Regions from separate parts of the Mus musculus genome. Here all the other regions are linked to region 1. The links are chromatin contacts, called in public Hi-C and HiChIP or PLAC-seq maps. All regions are on one chromosome and are shown on one strand. Each heading gives the region's core, a stretch centred on a gene start, on an enhancer-like site or on the middle of the called end of the contact. The rest is flanking DNA. Distances are from core to core; before and after follow the strand shown. Region 1 holds the start of Notch2 (notch 2). Region 2 holds the start of Phgdh (3-phosphoglycerate dehydrogenase). Region 3 holds the start of Zfp697 (zinc finger protein 697). Region 4 has its middle 5.8 kb from the start of Gm31420. Region 5 holds the start of Hmgcs2 (3-hydroxy-3-methylglutaryl-Coenzyme A synthase 2).

Region 1 (2,700 bases), core at 116-2,615:
CTGAAACTCATCCCTTCTCTGAGGAAATGTACTAGAGTTTTTCTGGTAAAAGTTAATTGTTCTTGAGTAAAGGGGGACCCTACCAGTTCAACAAACCAGTACAAGACATAGCCCCACTGGAAGCACAGACTTCAAACCAGTACAAGACATAGCCCCACTGGAAGCACAGACTTCAAACCAGTACAAGACATAGCCCCACTGGAAGCACAGACTTCGAACCAGTACAAGACATAGCCCCACTGGAAGCACAGACTTCAAACCAGTACAAGACATAGCCCCATTGGAAGCACAGACCAAACCGCTGCTCCTGCCCTGAAACAACTTTTCTGAACATCTTTTAAGTGCTACGGGTTTAATATACATTCTTTTAATTAATCCTATTAGCTGGGTAATTTCATCCCCATTTTATTGGTGAGTTAATACAGAAGATTTGAATCCAGGATTACAGAGCTGGACTCCAAAGCCGAAGTTCTTTCCATACAACATTCCAAAGAAATGTAAAATCTAAAGATGTGGGTGGAGTGGGTAAAATATGATCCGATTTCCTTTCCTGGCTCCCACCAAGTTAGCGAGGGGGCACGGAATATCCCACCATAACAAGCCTTTCTAAGCAAGCACTTCGGATCAAGCAACGTCTCCACTTTTCCTCGCCTGCCCCTGCCCCACCCCCAACGGTGCCAAAAGAGCAGCAAGCTGCTGCCAGGTTGGAGGAGTTGGGGATCGTCACACCACATTCCTGGGGCTGGACGCACACTGGAACCGCAGCAGAGCTCCGCGCCTCGGAAAGAATAACAGCAGTTGAGATTTTCAATCATGTGGCTCAGCACGCTGCCACACCAGTTCCCCCACTGCTGCCTCCACCTATCCAAGACCTAAGCCCCACGCCCAACTCCTCCTCCGGACAAACCGACCGATCCGGGTGTCAAAAGCTGGGAACGCCGCAAGCCCCCGCCGCCCTCCCGACCACACTCGCACCTCGGCCCGCGAGCTGCTCGCCCGAGACCCCGCTAACGCGGAACCCGGGACGCTACGCGTTGCCAAGACTCGAGGCCCGGACGAGGCAGTTTGGAAGACGCAGTCCCCGTAGCGCAGAGACAGAGAGGGATGGTCTCCCGGGCGCCCGGTACTCACCGTGCGCGGGGCCCGCGCCGCACAGCCAGAGCCACAGCAGCGCCCGCAGCGCGGCGGGACGCAGAGCGGGCATCTTCGGGGCCGCAGCCAGAGCAGATCCGCATGGGGAGCGGGTCCCGACCAGGAGCCCGGCTCTCGCGTGCTCTACCCTGCCCCCGCGGCTCGCTGAGTCCTGGAGCTCCCGCTGCGCCGCCCCTGCACTCCGCGCAGCCAGGCCGCCGCCCGAAGTTTGGCTGAAAGTTTCTGGCTGCGCCGCGCGGCTGGGCGGCCCGCGTGTCCTTCCGCCTCGGCCTCCTCCCACCGCGAGGCTCCGCCCCCGTCGCCGCCGCGCGCCCAGGGGTTTCCCGCAGAAAGAAGCGCCGGTCCTCTGCGCGCGGAGGGATCTGAGTGAGCAGCACCCCGTACTCCGCCCGCTCGACCGCCGAGCCCGCCCATGAGCTCGGAAAGGGGGGCGGCTGAAGCGCCCAACATCAAACACTAGGGTTTACCCGGGTCCTGAACTTGTAGAGAGAGGCAGACCTCATGCCCCACACACCCACCCACACACTTCTTGGCTGGTTAGAGGAATGAGGGAGAGCAAAAACGAGACTGTCAACGGAAGGCAGAGGGCAAAGGCGCCAAAGTACTCTTAAGAGGACATTCCTTAAGATGCTCTGGGCATTTCGTTCATTCATCCGTCCATCCACCCACCCATCCTTGGTTCTTTTAGTGAACTTCGTGTAGCAAGGTGCTTGGGACACTGGAATCGTCCGCTCTAGGGTCTAGAAGAATTTAGGGGAGGCTTTCAAGAGACAGCAGGAGCTTGAAACTCTAGTCAAAGGTGTAGAAAATAGAAAGAAGAACCAGGAATACTCTTTATAACCTATTAATAGCTGCGAGTGAAGAGTAACCTAAATGCCCCACCCTTAGGGACTAGATGAATAATGCATAATTATAAGTGCAATACAATTGAAAATACCATCTTCATATACGTCAGCCGTAAAACCAAAATGATGATGAAAACACGAATCGCAGAGCGAGACTCTAAGAATGCCATTTACATATAAATGTTTCCAAACAACACTGAACATTGTATGGACGTTTGTGTGCATAGTTTTTAAAAGATAAAGCTATTACACTAACAATTTCCAAAGTGGGAGAGTGGAGGGTGTGATCTGTCTTAGGAATAAATGCATTTGTAGAACGAAATTGGCAACTACGAGGAATTGCATAAGTAACACAGGACTGTTTGTATTTCTGTCTTGACTACACGGGGAAGTCTTTATGGCCCAGGATCATGGCCTTCATCACTAGTGCCTATCAATTAGTAGATGGTGACCTAGAATGCAGAATACCGTTCAGCAAGTGCAAATGGGTGTGAACATTAAAACTGCAGTTTAATAAGCACTATAGAGTCTGAGGAAATGGATCAGCGGGAAAGAGTGCTTGCTGTGCAAGCACGGGGACCTGAGTTCAAATCTCCAACACTCACAGTGAAAGCCAGGTTTGACTATGCACATGCCTCAAACAGCTGTAGGGAGTAGAGTTAAATGAATCTCTGGGGCTAATTAGCAGGTAGCCCAGTTCCAG
Region 2 (2,700 bases), core at 59-2,558, 330 kb before region 1:
CTTCCCTACTGTCAGGCTCACGTTACGGAGAAGAAAGCAAAAGCCTGGAGAGATACTTTCAGAGTCCGTTTCTTCTTCTTCTTCTTCTTCTTCCTCTTCTTCTTCTTCTTTTTGTTTGTTTGTTTAAGAAGCTGGAAATCAACCCCCGCTGGATCATTGATATTCTACCCGAAAAATTATCTGCTTTACTTCTCACTGTGCAGGTTTGGGGCTCACCACTGGTCTCCAAATAGAAAATTAAGTCGGCTGCTCTCCTCCGGTCCCTATGAACCCTGTTACTGTTACTCTTATCCGGAGAGCCAAGGGCATCCGAGCTGGCCTGCTGTGGCTGCTGAAGTCTCTCTTTTCCCAAGGGGCTGGGCCAGAGAAGGGAAAGGAAGGAAAGTCTAGAGGAAAGGGCAGAACTACTTCCCCAGTTCTTCCAAGAAGGCCAGGGTTCCTGTTTTGTGGATGGAGGTAACAGCACAGGCAGAGGACTTGTCAGTACATAGTTCTGAAAGAGACTCTCTTACTTACATTTGATGTTAAGATTGTGAGGTATAATAGTAAGGGGTGTTATTTATATAATATAATCAAGGCTGAATTTACCTAACAGATTTAATCCCTTCTAAAAAAAAAAAAAGTAATCATCTAACTTCTAAAGACTAAAACCACTACCACCCTTGTACTTCTCTCCCCCTCCCTGACTCCCATCTGGGGCTGACCTGGAACTCCTGGGTTCAAGTGGTCCTCCAGCCTCATTCATGGCCCTTACTGTATCTAGATTTAATCTTAAAGTCTTTTGGGGGGTAAGGAATAAGAAGCCCTTGCCTTTCCCAGACTTGTCTCTCATCTCCCACTGGGATTGGTGGAAGGCAAGAACCAACTCTTATGTACACACACACACACACACACACACCTTGTTCCTTAATCTCCTAACGGTGTGTGTGTGTGTGTGTGTGTGTGTGTGTGTGTGTGTGTGTGTGCGTTGCTGAGAATCGAACCCGTGGCCTTACTCAGTCTAATTATGCTCAACTAGGAGTTATAAATACCCAGCCAATAAATGGTCTTTAAGAGGAAAGAAGTTACTATGAGATTTAATTCCCTCGTGGAGACAGCGTATTTCTGTTTATTTCCAATATAAATCAGCCTGCTGGCATAAATCGTGCGTGTTAAAGCTCACCCGGGGCAGGTAAGGGCTTCACTGCTGGAAGTGTAGTCTGTGTAGGATTTAAAAAAAAAAAAAAAAATGTGTGGGAGGCTCTGCCCGGGGAGGCGGAGTCAGCAGAGTTTAAGCATTTCTGACCAATCAAAAGGAGACTGTTGGCGCGAGGAGGGGGAGGATAAAGGGGGAGCGGGAGATCGAGAACCCTGCCCAGTCACCGGAGCCAGCCCTGCTTGCAGTTTCCTGAACTAAGTGCTTCTGCCCACCCACAGCAACTGATTCTAAGGCCTGACTCTAGCAATGGCCTTCGCAAATCTGCGCAAAGTACTCATCAGTGACAGCCTGGACCCCTGCTGCCGGAAGATCCTGCAAGATGGAGGGCTGCAGGTGGTGGAGAAGCAGAACTTGAGCAAGGAGGAGCTGATAGCTGAACTCCAGGTAAGGCGAGCCGGACACAAGCGTAATCACCGGGCATCTTTATGGCCAAACCCGCTGACCCCAGTGGTTCCAGGGCTGTCCTCCCCTATCTTATCAGTTGGTCCCGGGGCCTCCGGAGATTCGGGACCAGCAGTGGGAGGGAGGAAAAGCAGAGAGGAACGAATGGCCTGGAGGTGCAGAATGCAAACTTTTTGTGCTTTTTGCTACCGCGTGTTTCTTGCCGGCGCTGCAAAGTGCAGCTGCTCCATCTGGTCCTGCGGGATGCCAGAACCTCTCTCGAATGCCAGAACCTCTCTGGAGCTTTCGTGCCTGGCGACCCAGGCTGCGAGCTCCCGGCTCGGGGTGCTACACGCACACCATCCCTGCTCAGTGCAGACTCCTGGGGTGGGGGCAGGGGGCGCGGGGCGCTGGCTCTGCTCCTGCGGGTCCCGTGGCATTTGTGGCAGCGGACTCGCACCGCCTTTTGTCTGATGCAAGACCTTGGCGCTCTTTCCCCCGCCCCGGGGAGCGCTCGCAGGATTCCGGGCGGCCCGGGGGTGCAGCCGGAGCCCCGCGCCGCCCACGCGGCCGCCGCCGGGAGTCAACCTCCACCATTGGCTTCATTGCCGATCAGGCCCGACTTCACTACATCAGAATCCTGTTCCAAGCGCAGTTGGGACAGGTTACTTCTACGAAGTCTTCGGAGCAAACCTCTAATCGTTATAAAACTTAAAAGTCTTTCACTTATTTGAAAAGCTTGTGTAAATCGGGTGACTTTGTTCAGACGTAAGGAAGGGGTTTCTGCTTTGTGAGCACTTCAGTTCCTGCCCTTCCTGTAGATCTAATCCATCCAGGTATGCTGTCTCGTCCCAGCTGTACTGCCCCACCCCCAAAGTTCCACGTGCTCGCTTAGGGCCTGCAGCCAGGAGGAATGTACCAGTCTTCCTGCTCAGGCTGAGGCCTCAAACCGCAGAGACCAAGCGGGGTTGTTCTTGCAACCCTGGAAACTCTCTGAGCTCGCTTGTCTATTTCTCCCAAGACCCTTCCCCGCCCCCAATCCCTTTTCCTCTACCGAGCTAATAGCCACGTGCCCAGCAGCCCTTATTCGCAGACTTTTTCTAGGCCTGGTCTTTAAGAAG
Region 3 (2,875 bases), core at 156-2,655, 370 kb before region 1:
CCGCCTACTACTCAAGAGGAATTCCTTTGGTTTTAAAGTACATTATACATTAAGTAATCACCATATGTTTCCTTAAGAGAAGGGATGCACACTTGTATACACATAGAAGATCAGAAAGGCATCAGAGGCAGGTGAATTAATTCCCTTATGGGAGTCACACTCCGGTTGTGTTTAAACTTGCCCATTTGTCCATAGCAGCTCACAAAGACCACCAACTCGCTAGCTATTGCCACATTTACCACAACGGTCTCTTGGGAAGAGACCCACTATATGGGAATGCTGACAGCCAACGGAGCCTGACTCAACAGGCAGGATTACAGCACTAAATTAAATTATGCCTCATACTCATGTGGGGGGTGGCTGATTCACTGCGGGGGGGGGATGGGGGCGTGGTTAAGAAAATAAAGGTTAAATCAGAGGAAGTCCCAGAGGAAGTCTTAAAGTCCCGTTCTAGAGACCTGCTATTGTGTGCTCTGGCTGTAAGGTACATCCAGGGTCTCTGTCTCACTGTTCCTCTTCACCATCCCTCATGCTAACATATGCCTCACCCCAGGCCACCTGAGCCTCAATAAGCTCTCTGGCCGCAGGCTCCAGCTCTGTCCACCACCTGCCCATGATCAGCCAACGTGGATATTTGTGGTTGGGGATTCTAGCAAAACCAGACAACGACCCCTCCTGAGCCACGCGCGGCTGGCTAGCTCAGCCTTCCTTTCGCAGGTCCTCATTGTACCTTTCTCCCAGTCCGATCGCAGCCCCCAGGTGGCAATCCGAATCGGTCAGACAGATGGGAGGAGCAGGTAACAGACACGTTTCACAAGGGCCAAAATGAACCTGCTGACCTTCGCAAAGTCCCCGCCTTCATCCCCTTCCTCACAGTGGGGCTGGGGGCACTGACTTAGTAGGCAAAGGGAGCACGATCTAAGCTGATGCACCGATGCACACAAAGCCTTTCACCTTCTGCTTGTCTTGCAAGCTCCTCCCTGGGCTTGGTCTCCCAGGGTCTCTGATGCCCCCTTCGGTGGTCTGTGGGACGGTCCGACTTGCTCTGGCAGCGCAGTCTCAGCCTCCTCCTCCCCTCCCCTCGCCACAGAGACCAAAGGGAGCTCAACCCAGCTATAGGACACGAAGGGTCCCCTTCTGTCCTTGGTTCCTGAGCCCACGGGGTGGCGGACCACAGTCCAGTGTGCGAAGGACAGCTTCGCGCGGCAGCTCAGCCACAGCACACATCCCAGCCCCTAGATGATCAGCTCAGGTTCCCAGCTCCCTATCCGCGAAGCCGGCGCGCCCAGCCGCAGCAGCGCTCCTACCTGTGATGCGCCGGGCAGCTCTGAGCGCACTGCCCAAGCCTGGCGCCCGGTGCTGAGGCTATGCAACCGCGGGCTGGCACTCGGGCTGGCTGCCCACTACCTCCTCGCTGGGGCTTCCTGTGGGGCTGGACAAAGGACATTTCCTGGGAGGAGCAGGGAATGTTCCCAGCATGCCTCGATTTGTAGTTCACCGAGACTTCCTGCCACCGCAGCAACAACGGGGGCTCTACTCAGACCCCAGGACTGGAGGAGAGGACCCTGTCGGGCTGTAGTAGCTCGGAGCCGATGGCCGACCCGCCGCCGCTTGGTAGAGTCGCGATCCTGCAGACGCATGCTGCCCTCACACGCTTGCTGCCCTGGGCGCGCAGTGCGAGCGGCCTTTTCTTTAGAAGTGAACTTTGTGATATGCTCTCTTTACGTCGGCTTCCCCCACCCCACCCCACCCCACCCCACCCCCGCTTCTTCTTCTAATAGATGGTCTTCCATAAGGTGAGGCTGGGGGAGGCGAGCATACTCTGACACTCAGCCTAGCCTGGGACTCACCTAGACAACTCACCGCGATTCTTCTTCCTACTCTTCAGGTGTATACCAACCCGAGTTTGTTGTTTTGCTTTGTTTCTGTTGTGCGCTAATCTACCTTAAAGCCCCCTGCATGCGTGGCCAGTGCTCTGTCCATCTACCAACTTTTTCACCTCCCAGGTTCTCTAGCTCAGTGTTTCTCAACCTGTCTGTCACGACCCCTTGTGGATCAAATGGTCTTCTCGCAGAAGTGGCCTAAGACCATCAGAAAACACAGATATTTATCAACATTACAGTTGATAAACAGTAACAAAATTATAAAGTAGCAATGAAAATAATGGTTAGGAGTCACCACAACATGAAGGGTCGCAGCATTAGGAAGGTTGAGAACCACAACTCTATGCAGTCAGGACTCTGGCTGTGGCCTGTTTAAGAAAAACATTTGGCTGCTCTTCTGGTATCCAGGCTCCTTAAAGATCTTAGCACTTTTGCCCTAAAAACCATGCAGAGCTGATCATTCCTAGATCCTGGCCTGGTGACATCCCTTTTCTCCACTGTTGGCCTCTGCCCAGGCTTCTTTTTAAGAGAAGTAATTGAGAGATAAAAAATAAACTTCATGAATTACATATGTGAGAGCCTAAATGACAAGCCGGATGGTGGAGCACACCTTTAATCCCAGCACCCAGGAGGCAGAAGCAGATAGATCTCTGTGAGTTATAGGCCAGCCTGGTCTGCAGAGGGAGGTCTAGGACAGCCAGGGCTAAACAGGAAAATTTTGTCTTGAAAGCAAAAAGCAAACACACAAAAACTAAATGACTAAAAGCTGAGCTGAGTCATTTTACCAAAGGATGGCAGGAAGGGTATAGTAAGTCAATCAAGGAAAGGATGGGTCCTAAGATTTTCTAGAATACTTGAAAAATAATCTGGCAATAGCCCCGTGTAGTGACACCGCCCAGAAGGCTGGGGCAGGAGGGTATGGAGTTCAAAGTTAATATGGGTTATCTAGCAAGACTCTGGCCACAGGTAATACCTGCATGCATACACAATCA
Region 4 (2,776 bases), core at 16-2,515, 340 kb before region 1:
ATCCTTTAGGATTCGCCACCAGAGGATTTGGATTTAATAAGTTAGGATTTCAGTTGTTGTGCCCAGAGATTGAGTTATCATTGTTTCTGAACTAAGTTTGTGTTGCATTTCCTTCACAGGGTGCCTCATGTGGGTTCAAGAGAGAAAAGTACAGCGGCAAAGAGTGGGTTTGCCTGAGGTACACCACAAAGGTCATGGGGTTTTGAAGCACTGGGTTGGTATGGCAGCGACCCTCCTGAAGGAACTTAGTGAGCTGGATGGAGAGATTTTGGAGCTCTGAGTTAAAGAGTCTCCATGAGATAAGAACAAGCCGACCAGCCTGGCAGGACTGAGAGTAGCTGGGAAAAGCACGGGAACTTGCCGATTCTTTTGGTATTTCCCACAATAAACACACATGCTGTGAGGCATGTGCCTGTACACGCATCATACAAAAACAATGATAGTAATAAATCTGACTTTTTAAAATTCAAAATCAGACAATAAGAAACTAAAACATTTATATGAGAACATTTCCTAAGCCAAGCAAGGTGATTCCAGCACTTGGGAGGTGGGAGCAGGAGGACCCAGAGGGAGTCCGAGGTCATCTTCCTCTATTGAGTGAGTTCAAGGCCAGCCTGGGCCACATGCTGTGTAAGTCAGTCCACTAATCCTCCTGCCTCATCAAGCCACACTTGGATGCAGTTGCTTCTTTGGTCTATTCTTGCTGCCCTGTCTAGGGTTTGTTTACATCTCCCCAAGACATGTTGCCCTTGGTTCCTGAATACAGATGAGTTTGGGAGAAGTTTCATTGCCTCTGCCCAGCAGTCTGAGGGGGCAAACCCAACATGGCTGACTTCACCAAATGGTATGTCATCACACACCTCCAGGTCGTAGTTGTGCTTCCCCTGCTGTCGCTAAGGAGCCAGTGGAGGCTGTGTTACCTACCCAGAAAGAGTGTGTCCCTGTGAGGAAGGGATTGCAACAGACTATCACAAACACATGGCATCTTCCACGTTAGCCTATGCTTTGACAGGAAATTAAATACAAAAGAGGAAGAGAACAAGGTACTGACTTTCTAGTCTTTATGGGGGAAACAAGGAATGGTCATGTGACTCCCAGTCTAAATGAATCAAAACTATTCTGACTTCAATAAACTTGCTGAGGCAATGCAGCCAGAAGTGGTAGTTGTTACAGTATTTTTCCTAATGGGACATAAAGAAACATCAATTCACACCACCACCCCCACCCCCATAGCATGGACAGACCAGATAAACAATGACTCAAAATGAGCTGTGTCACCCAAAACCCAACCACTAAAGTAGGTGGTGACATCCCTGGAGCTCCTGCTCAATGTGTGGCAGTCACCAAAGACTCCTTTTTCCTCTTCCTCATAAAAGTTTATTGCTTATAAAACCTTGGAGATGGGACCCATGAATCTCCCTCCTCCCTCAGGAAAGGACATTTTAGTTTCAAAGAAGAAGGAAGAGGAGGAGGAAGAGGAGGAGGAGACAAGATCACATACAGGCCATCCATCAGATACCAGTGAATAATAACATTTGCCCACAAATCTGATGGCCTGTGTTGGATCCTTGGATCACACGGTAAAAAATGGAAGGAGAGAGTGGATCCTGAGAGCTGGCCCCTGGCCACATGTGCACCGTATATGCATGCATATTCACACATATCTCACACACCATAATAATAATAATAACAACAACAATTATAATAATAACAAATTTTTAAAATCACATCCCAAAAGGAAGGAGCAGGAAAATAGCAAAAAAGAAACACTGGATCAAACAAAGACTGAAACCCAGCAGCGTGAACACCAGATTCTGCAGTTCAATATCGGGCATCCAGGTCACATGGGGTCATCATACGCTCGCTCTCCAAGGGGCCTATGCACCTCCACCTGCAGTCCATACAGCCAGGGCCTGACAGGTGCCACTGCCTGTCTCAGGTTTCCTCAGCCAGCACTCATCTTCCTAGCATACTAGGATCATGGCCTCTCTCTCCATTATGATGGGGGGAAAAGACACATTTAATCAAATTACACGGAGACTGAGCAGACGGGGAAAGCACAGCTGGGAGAGATGTGTGTCATCTTTGAAGGATGCCATGGTGGTAATGAGCTGGAACCAGTCATCCATCCACACAGGAATTTCCTCCCCAGGGCACACCTCATTCTGTGCATTCCATTCTATAAAACGTGCCACTCACAGTCGGCAAATGAGTGTGCAGCATGGGGACAGAGAGGCATTTGTGTTTCTGTCTTGGGTATCTCAGCGAGGCCTGGAAAGTGAACAATTAAAACAACCGATAGAAAAGTACACATGAGGCAGAAGTCACTGTGCTGTGTGCCTGTTCTTCCACAGGGTGGCTCACAACCCTCCAGACCTCCAGCTACAGGGGCTTGACACCCTCTTCTTACACATAAAATAAAATAAATACGCATTTTTCCACTGATTAATTTATTCATTTGTTCACTTTACATCCTGATCTCAGCCTCCCTCTCCTCCCGGTCCTTCCCTCACATGGCCCCTCCCTTCATCCCTCTCCTCTTCTCCTCTGAGAAGTGGGGAGACCACCCTAGGTACCACCCCACCCTGGCATATTAAGTCACCGCAGGACTAGGCACATCCTCTCTTACTGAGGCTAGACAAAACAGCCCAGTTAGAGGAACAGGATCCACAGGTAGGCAACAGAGCTGGGGAGAGCCCTGCTCCAGTTGTCGGGGTCCTGCATAAAGACCAAGCCGCACACTTGTAACATGTCGCTTCTGTCTCCGACCAGCAAA
Region 5 (2,819 bases), core at 92-2,591, 270 kb before region 1:
AAAAACAAACAAACAAACAAAAACCTACATAGAGACCTTGTCTTAAAAGGGGGGGACGGGACTGAGAAATGGTCACCCTGTCTGGCCCTGAAATAAGTAAACCCCATAACTTCCTCGCAAATAGAAAAGAAGCAAGCTAAAGTCTAAGCTGGAACATTCAAATAAAACGCAGTGGTTTTGCAAGGGTGGGGAAGTGGATGTCAGTGGCGCTAAAAGCAAATCAGGAGGTTTAAGGGCACTGCTCCTTTCCCCTCCACACCTATACCCAGGCTCCAGCAGGGCGGGACAAGGGAGGGCACCATAGCAAAGAGGTTCCCTAAAAACTCAGTACTCATGGGTATAAGTGGAAAGGAAGCCCTGGGACTCTGAGCTCAGTGGACAAAGAGCAAAAGAGAAAACACCCAAGTAGCTGGGAGCCTGAAGCACAAAGCCCAGATGTGTCCCATCAACTCTGAGCAACCACAGTTACTTGGACGAGACTGAAGGGTGTTTACAAAGAAAGAAGGCATGTTTGTTTTTCTTTCACAAGTACATGTATCCACCCATCCACCCCACCCCACACACACAGTGAGAAACACACACACAATTTTTATCTTTCATCTCACAAAACCGAAGCACGGAGAAACACTGCTTCGTCTCTTTGGTCCATACTGGATCTTGCCACAGTGAACGACAGCAAGCAGTTAAACCACAACTGCAGCTGCAGGATCCTGAGGTCTGCTGCCCCCTGTGGCCGGCAGAGGAAAGGCTGCTGCTTTTCCTAAACAAAGTGCATCAGAGGCTTAGGCTGGGAGTCCTGTGCGTCCTGTCCCCTTGGATCAGTTTACGACAATAAAAATACATCTTGCATATCAGATATTTACATTATGATTCATAATAGCAGCAAAATTAGTTATGAGGCAGAAATAAAAATAATTTTATGGTTGCGGGGGTCACCACAACCTGAGGAACTGTATTAAGGGTTGCAGCATTAGGAAGGCTGAGGACCTCTGGCTTAGACACTTCCAGCTCAACAGTTAACAGGTGCTGTCTAGAAATGAGGCTAACTTGTTTATAACTGAGTACAACCTCGCCAGCTTTTGACTGAGGTTCTAGTGAGTCCTCCAACAAGCCCCGCGTTTTACTGGTCCCCACGGTGCTTGTCTGGGAGTGATCTATGTAGACCCTCTGAGCAGGCCACTCACCTCTGCTGGGCTGCTGAGAGCAGGTGAGCAGGTGTGAGCGAAGTTTCCTGCATCGCTCTCTTCACTTGCAGGACCCGCCTCGCTGGAGCCAAAAGCCGCTGCATCTCTAAGGTATCAACAGAAAGCCAGCAGTCCACAGCCCTTGGGAGAGATGCCCAACGATTCTGGGTTGGGCTTTATAAGACTCCAGGCTCTGGAAGCCCCGCCTCCGCTTATCGAGGCCCCTGCCTGCTTGGGGAAAAACTGGGCCAAAGGTCTCAGAACAAGTCAAAGGAAAACATCATGTCTAACATGTACATAGCTGCACTGTTCCTGGCTGGTATCTAGCTGGCTGGCTCTGAGACTTCATTGTTGGCCTTATTTTTGCCTAACCATGCAAGCTTGCATGCTCCTTCTAACACATCCAACAATCAGCAGTCACCCAACTCGTCTCTGCAGCCTCCTGATTCCTCTGCTGAGTGGCTCACCATCTGTTCCTAACCCCTAACCACTTTATGCAGTCAGATGTTATTCTTACCATTTCTATAAGAAGCAGCTTTCAAAACCAAAGAGTAATCCCCCCTCCACCTCCATTTCTTCTTAAATACCCCAGGCTAGCCTTGAACTTGAAATCAGTCTTCCTCCCTCAGCCTCCATGAGCACTGTGATTACTGGTATAACCTTTTAATACCAGCTCTTCAAGCAGTTGAGAGTAGGTGTTGACGCACATCTGACGGGCTGGCTGGCTTTGGTCTGTGGAGCTGGTTGTTTTCCTCTTATCTTTATTGTCCGTCATTATGCTTACACAGAGCTTCACAGAGCTTCCAAGAGGGACGCAGCAGATGCTGCTAGAGAGGTTCAGAATCCCTCAAAAGGAGACTGTCTTGAAGTTCAGGCTTTCCTAGGAAGGAGAAGTTTATTACAAGTTGGATTTTAGAGACAGGGAGGACAGAGTCCTCAAAGACCCATGTCTACAAAGCTGCAGAGTGGGGATCCCCCAGCATCTTTTGACTCCGGACTGTGCATGTAATTGTGCTCCTATGAGTGTGCACCTGTGGCTGTGTGCATGCAGCCATGCTCCCACTTGAGCACACCTGTGGCTGCCAGGGGCTAGCATCAATACCATCCTTTAGCACTCTCAATCTTAGTCTTAAAATGATGTGTGTCTCTCCCTCTGAACCTGGAGCTTGCCTATTGGGGTGGCCAAAAGGGCTCCTAGGATCTTCCTGCCTCTGCGGTTCCAGAGCTGGGGTACGGGTATGTGCTTTTACACAGGTATGGGGTTCCAAACTCAGGCTCCACACTTTCACTTTACCCACTGAGCCACCCATCCAGATCCTCTACTACTTCTTAAGACAAAAGTCTTAAAGATGAGTCTCTATCTCATGCTCCTCATGTAGAAAGTCCCTATGTCTCACTCACACAGCAGTTGAAGCAGTTAACCCTGATATCTAATGCAACTCTATGAAAGAGTCTCAAGAACCAGGATAGCTCTTGGTTTATTTATTTCCCAGAAGCCAGAAGCTCCACCTATTTCCCCTAAATCCGGAGGCTCCCTGGTCCCCTCTCCACTTTATGTCTCTGTCTCCATACTGTTGAATCCCCATGAGACTGCAGCTTAGGCCATGCCTACCTGCAACAGCCTCTTTGTGGCAA

What was found. A called contact is a pair of places that touch in the nucleus more often than the background predicts. HiChIP or PLAC-seq counts read pairs in DNA pulled down with a chosen protein or histone mark.
Region 2: an H3K4me3 HiChIP or PLAC-seq map of embryonic stem cells shows a contact between it and region 1, with 16 read pairs. The contact joins the promoter of Phgdh here to the promoter of Notch2 in region 1. A contact is called at or near these places in 9 of 39 promoter capture datasets (the 3T3-L1 cell line, 3T3-L1-derived adipocytes, the C10 cell line and 5 more), 8 of 484 Hi-C or Micro-C datasets (B cells, CD4 T cells, CD8 T cells and 4 more), 6 of 115 datasets of contacts at active chromatin or transcription factors (the SCID.adh cell line, bone marrow-derived dendritic cells, bone marrow-derived macrophages and 3 more) and 1 of 9 other capture datasets (adipose tissue).
Region 3: a contact with region 1 is called in a FOXA1 HiChIP or PLAC-seq map of pancreatic cancer cells. The contact joins the promoter of Zfp697 here to the promoter of Notch2 in region 1. A contact is called at or near these places in 4 of 39 promoter capture datasets (the 3T3-L1 cell line, neural stem cells and pre-B cells) and 1 of 115 datasets of contacts at active chromatin or transcription factors (pancreatic cancer cells).
Region 4: a Hi-C map of muscle stem cells shows a contact between it and region 1, with 5 times the contacts expected there. The contact joins the enhancer-like site here to the promoter of Notch2 in region 1. A contact is called at or near these places in 2 of 39 promoter capture datasets (the C10 cell line and pre-B cells), 1 of 484 Hi-C or Micro-C datasets (muscle stem cells) and 1 of 115 datasets of contacts at active chromatin or transcription factors (pancreatic cancer cells).
Region 5: an H3K4me3 HiChIP or PLAC-seq map of forebrain shows a contact between it and region 1, with 3 times the contacts expected there. The contact joins the promoter of Hmgcs2 here to the promoter of Notch2 in region 1. A contact is called at or near these places in 3 of 39 promoter capture datasets (the HPC-7 cell line, cranial neural crest and liver), 1 of 484 Hi-C or Micro-C datasets (embryonic fibroblasts) and 3 of 115 datasets of contacts at active chromatin or transcription factors (the SCID.adh cell line, forebrain and pancreatic cancer cells).

What each region holds. Positions count from the first base shown.
Region 1 is chr3:98,012,203-98,014,902 of GRCm38.p6, reverse strand. It overlaps Notch2 (notch 2), which reads right to left and starts at 1,365. Exons shown (of 34, transcript NM_010928.2): 1 at 1,132-1,365. The coding sequence starts at 1,204.
Region 2 is chr3:98,338,577-98,341,276 of GRCm38.p6, reverse strand. Phgdh (3-phosphoglycerate dehydrogenase) reads left to right here and starts at 1,308. Exons shown (of 12, transcript NM_016966.3): 1 at 1,308-1,582. The coding sequence starts at 1,445.
Region 3 is chr3:98,381,011-98,383,885 of GRCm38.p6, reverse strand. Zfp697 (zinc finger protein 697) reads right to left here and starts at 1,405. Exons shown (of 3, transcript NM_172863.4): 1 at 1,308-1,405. It also overlaps a transcript of Gm52610 not described here.
Region 4 is chr3:98,355,325-98,358,100 of GRCm38.p6, reverse strand. No RefSeq gene overlaps it. Among named protein-coding and RNA genes, the nearest start is that of Gm31420, 5.8 kb to the right of the region's middle. Within about 2 kb of position 1,265, at least 77 of the 459 cell types and tissues checked have an H3K27ac peak or open chromatin away from gene starts, as enhancers often do. A contact at or near this core is called in muscle stem cells and pancreatic cancer cells, where this site is marked.
Region 5 is chr3:98,278,953-98,281,771 of GRCm38.p6, reverse strand. Hmgcs2 (3-hydroxy-3-methylglutaryl-Coenzyme A synthase 2) reads right to left here and starts at 1,341. Exons shown (of 10, transcript NM_008256.4): 1 at 1,185-1,341. The coding sequence starts at 1,288.